2 separate regions of the Hordeum vulgare genome follow, and region 2 is linked to region 1. Evidence: chromatin contacts called from public Hi-C data. All regions are on one chromosome and are shown on one strand. The core of a region is the stretch at or near the end of the contact, and the rest is flanking DNA. Distances in the headings are between cores, read along the strand shown.

The links. Hi-C and Micro-C count contacts between places; a contact is called where the count stands out from the background.
Region 2: a Hi-C map of leaf shows a contact between it and region 1, with 2.6 times the contacts expected there. The contact joins the enhancer-like site here to the promoter of LOC123425388 in region 1. A contact is called at or near these places in 3 of 6 Hi-C or Micro-C datasets (leaf and seedling).

What each region holds. Positions count from the first base shown.
Region 1 is chr2H:108,630,548-108,633,247 of MorexV3_pseudomolecules_assembly, forward strand. LOC123425388 (phosphatidylinositol glycan anchor biosynthesis class U protein-like) reads right to left here and starts at 1,328. Exons shown (of 15, transcript XM_045109083.1): 1 at 1,079-1,328; 2 at 559-711; 3 at 408-455. The coding sequence starts at 691.
Region 2 is chr2H:109,247,047-109,249,746 of MorexV3_pseudomolecules_assembly, forward strand. No RefSeq gene overlaps it. Among protein-coding and RNA genes, the nearest start is that of LOC123425393, 160 kb to the right of the region's middle. Within about 2 kb of position 1,420, at least 2 of the 3 cell types and tissues checked have open chromatin away from gene starts, as enhancers often do. A contact at or near this core is called in leaf, where this site is marked.

The DNA of each region.
Region 1 (2,700 bases), core at 78-2,577:
CCGGTGAAGATTTTACATTTAGCTTTAAAATTTGTCCACAAAAGTTGTATTTCTATCTTCCCGATGCACTTTAAAGTAGAAAAAATGTTTCTCTCTCATCACACGGTAATCAAGACCAATAACATTCTACATATGGTCTCCTCAATTTCTACATGCACTTAGCTCATTGGGGTTTGGGTAATTAAAGAGGAAAGAATGATGGTTTGCACCTTTCCAATGCATTTTTTACTCCACTCCACAATTTGTCCTAAAATTTCTATATGCACATTTTTCACCGGACGGAGGGAGTACCTAATAGTACCACCTCCCACCCCACTATCATGGCCTCGAAATTTTGGTCATTCAGATGCAAATGTGAAGTGCTAAAAGTTAGCAAAGAGAGCAAAGAGGGGAGCTGCGTAACGTACCGGAATAGGGTGACATGGACGCCTGCTTTAGCCAGTATCCTTCTGCCACTGCACCACACACAGAGAGGCAAACAAGATGTCCAATTACGTCAGCATCACAAAATGGCTGGGGTTTGGAAGGGAAGGACTGAGAGCAAGGAGGTGTGCTTACGGCGGCGGAGGGACGTGAGGGGGGTGGAGACCTCCGGGCGGGAGGCAAGGTGGAGGTCTCCGCCGAAGAGCACCAGAACGAGGCGGAACCCAACGGCCGCGACAGCCATCGACCAGTAGTGTCGGATCGCCATCGCCGCTGATCAGTGGAGATCTAGGATTTGCAAATATGACATGTTAACATACTAATTTAATTTACCAACAGAACTATCATAATCCACCTGATTGGACACAGCAAATTCTGTGTAAAATCATAATTCACCTGATTGGACACAACAAAAATTTACATTCTACTAACTCTGTACCTATGTGCAAAATTGGACACAAGAAATTATGTGCAAAATTATGTGTATGTGTATCGGGAGTATCAATCATGACGACATAATTGGACACAAGAAATTATGTGTATGTGTTAATGTACGTGGCAGATAGCACTGTCATAATCCACCTGATAATTCATGAATCTAAACCCGAAATTCGTAATGAGGCCAATCAAAACTTGGGGAATGGAGAAAAGGTACCTCAAATCGGCTGGCCGCTGCAACTGCACACCGCCGGCCGCAGGGCAGGACTGCTGCCGAGTGCGGAATGGGCGGCTGCCGAGCCCCGGCTGGCAAGGCTGCGGTGCGGCGGTGGGCGACCGAAGGTTGGGGCGGGGAGGGGCACTGGGTGGGCAGGGCCGGCTCCTTGCCTCCTGGGGTCCGGTGGTGGCGACGGCGGGCCTGCGAGATCGGGAGGAGAATCGGGGACGGGAGTCGGGAGCAGTGTTTTTTTTTTTCCTGAGCGGTTGGAGCAAAGCCCGTGCTAATCGTGCCTGGAACGACATGGCCCACACAGACACATTTATTAAATGGGCTGTGTCGTACCAGCCCACGTGCCTTGCTTCCTGGCCCAGCCACGGCACAATTTTAGTTTGATGCGCTGTTTTTAGATCACTAGTAAAAGGGCCCGTGCGTTGCAACGGGACAAAGAAATGCATGATTATTTTTTAAATCAGCAAACATTTTATGAATGAAAAACTATTTTATAAGTCACAAACCATTATTTTTTGAATTTTTAGAATATTTTTCCATTCATGATCATTTTTAGAATTGACAATTTTTTTGCATAATTTCATTATAAAAAGTACTTCATGAACTTTAAAAAAATCATGAACATTGTTTGATTTCTTGAATATTTGTTTTCAAAATTTCAAACATTTTCTGCAAAATCACGAATATTTTTTAATCCACGAACATTTTATAATTTATTAAACATTCTATTTCAAAATTCCAACATAGGTTTCTCCTTGGGTTTCTCCGTGGGGGGGCGGCTGCTAATATAAGCTATCAAGAGTATCCACATGGGCAAAACAAAACTACAATATAAATGTAATTAAACAGCATAGGTTTCTCCTTGGGGGGACAAGAATGTCAGGCTGGCAACTCAACTTGTGAGAACATCAACGATTAGCAGCAGAAGAAAATGGTTTTATTCATTAATATACACACATGCTGTACATTGAAACATAAATAAATTTAAGAGAATCAACTCTTTGCAAGTATTAGAACAAGACTCAAACCTAAGAAAAAGAGGTCAGAATCCTTGACTATAGCAGGAATAACAGATATGTACAACAGGTGGCATAGCTAAATGAAGCGCAAAATAAATCAAATCCTAGGGAGGTAATACTGCCGTCGATAAAATGAGAACCCTAAAGCGGCTCTCGAAGCAATTGGATACTTATAAATTAAAATCATACCAACTCTTACCCCCTACTTCGTGATACATAACTATAGAACCTTTTGCAATAACACCCATTGGATTGGACAACTGCTAGTACTAAAGCTTAGGAACATAAATTCAAATCTGGAACAATTGATGCAAGTACTGCCGACCTTGAGGTGAAGCATATGAATCACTATGCACGGGTTATATGCCACAAAGGTTCGTCCACTTACTTCCCCTTGTAGACCTTCCCATGGGCGCCCTCCCCAACCTTGGATCCGACGAAGAGCATCTTGGGGTCGACCAGCAGCTTCCTGTCAATCCAGGACCCCAACGGCGACGTGGCGTCCGAGCACCGCGCGGGCTCCACCAATTACAGAGGGAGCATCGACATCCTCAAGTAGTTGTCATCACAAATCATGGTTCAGCTAACAAT
Region 2 (2,700 bases), core at 170-2,669, 620 kb after region 1:
ACTTTCTCTACATAATAAGCCATTAACTTGTGATGAATGGATCTCATAGCATAACATCATTTGGGACTATTCAACACAAATGTTCTTCTAACATTGTGTCCTCAAAGCTGCCGACATTCTCCTGCACATGATGAGGAAAACGAAACCATCGTTGAACACTTAGCTAGTCTTAGAGGAATGGCTAGGAATCTATTTTACCGTTTATTTATTTCATGCATGCACATGGGTTTTCATCTCAACTTCTTAAATATACACACTCGAGAACCATGAAAATTATAGCACATAATATAAACATAATTATGAACCAAGAGATAAATAATAAGTTTTATTCTTGCCTCTAGATCATATCTCCATCACCATCTTCCCGCACCTATAAAGCACACCTCGCATAGATGGTCCTCGCCCAATAACTTTATTCGCTCGATCGCCCCGCTCTATAAAGCATTTCCCAATCAATTAAAGAAATAAGGAGAGAGAAAATCATAGAAGGAAAATAGAAAACAAATATGAGAAAAATCAACAAGGTAGAAACAAAAATAAAATGAGCAGAAACTAATAAAACCACTGTAGAAAATACAGAAAATAAGAAAAAGCTGGTTGAAGCTTCCAAACCCGTGTGGAAGCTTCGGAAAACCGGTAAACAAGGTGTGCCTATGTGGGTGTTTTCTAGTGCTTGCGTAATATATCTCTCACCAAGCAGAAATACAAAACTCCCTTCTGAGCTTTAAAATTCAACTAAAAGATAGTGTTTTCAAAGGAAAGAACTCACTCCATGAGGTTGTAATAGGAAAATCCAATTCCCGCCCATCTCGGGGAGTAGTATGTTTTTTGTATTCTACATGCACATATACAGTTCACAACAATTTGCTTTTATTTCTGATTTTGATAACATTCTAAAAGGTTCTCTCTTGTCTGCCTTTTTTCATTTATTTTCCTTTTTTCTCGGTCGGTTTACATGTTTTCCTTTTGGTTTTTGACTTTCTGCTTTTTAATACAATTAATTTTCCTATTTCATTTCTGTAATTTTAAATTCGCAGAAATAGATTTATAAATTTTTATATCCGTGTACATTTTGAAATTCATAAATACTTATAAAAAATAGCATTTTACAGAATTTGGAACATTTCATAAATTCATCAACTTTTTCAAAGTCATGAATATTTTTTAAACTCATGGATATTTTAGATTTAGTAAATAAATTTTAAATTATTAGTTTTTTAGTTCACCGGAATTTTGTAAAATTATGCGAACATTTTGTGATTTCACCAATCTAAAGAGAGTAGCAACATTTTGTGGATATTTTAGATTAAATAAAAGGTTGAAGAAAACCAATCATAAGAGAGTAGCAACATTGCCCTAGTAACAACAGCAGGATGGGCGAGCGAGAAAACCAAGTGAATCCACATGCGATCGAGCTAAACAATCGGGCCTTGGCGGTTGGAAATCCCTATTCGCCGCATTCTGCGTCGTCTAAATGTCGAGGCTTCGCACAGGTGCTCCAGGCTGCGTTTCGTAATAGGCCAGTTCATTTACACGCCAAAAGCTCCGATATTGGGAAGGTTTTCAGCCGGCTTTTTCCGGTTTTGGGAACTTTCTATAATATTCCCTGAACCGGTTTTCTTTTTTTTGTTTTCTTTTTTTCTATAATCTTCTTTGTTTCTTTTTTTTCTGTTTTTCTTTTAAAAATGTTCTGGATTTTTCAAAAAAGTTACGAAATTTCAAAAAATGTTTCAGAATTTTTTGGTTTGGAATTTAAAAAATGTTTCGAAATTTGGAAAATGTTCCAGAGTTTTAAAAATGTTCAGGAATTTAAAAAAATGTTCCAGAATACGAAAAAATGTTCCAAATTTGAAAATTTATTTCGGAATTTAAATTATGTTTCGAGATTTGAAAATTTCTTCCGGAATTTAATAAAATTTTCTGATATTTTTATTAAAATGTTTGGAATATTTCAAAAGAAATATTCCGAAATTTGAAAAAAGCTTAGAAAATTTGAAAAAAATTCCGGAATTTGACTTTTTTTCCAGAATTTGAAAAAATGTTTCAGAATTTAGAAAAGTTCAGGTATTTGAAGAAATATTCCACAATTTGAAAAAATATTCCGGATTTCAAATAATGTTCAAATTTGGAATGTTTTTAATGAAATGTTTTGGATTTTTTAAATGAAATGTTTCAGATTTTTCAACTGCTGGTCGCTAATTTTTTTTGTGGTCTCCACATTCGGTACTGGTGGCTAACTTGGGCTGGCCCAGTCGGGGCGACCCCCTGTGCGTCCGCTTGGCAGTTGCCGCAAAGAGCGGCGCATAGGAGGGTCGGCGGTTGGGCATTTTGGGACATTAATTGAAGGGTATTCTTTTAAAAGATCAGTCTCACCTTGTCAGATTGTGTCATTTATTACAACCTATTTTTTTTTCTTTTTTTGAACATCCATATTTTTAAAATGTTTCATTTTTAAAATCGTGCATCCAAATCTCAAACCATTTACATCGTTGGGTTCCCCGCGTCAAGATCTTCAAAACTAGATTCCATATTGATAGATTTTAAAAAAATCACAGAAAGCTGATGAGAAAATCGTGCCTCTCGTGAAAGAAAAAAGGCGATTTTTTCGTTTCTGAGAAACACAGCCGTGTATTTCATGAAGGCAAAATCATGCCTCCCACGATAGCAAAATCATGTATCTCGTAAAAACACGGAAAACAT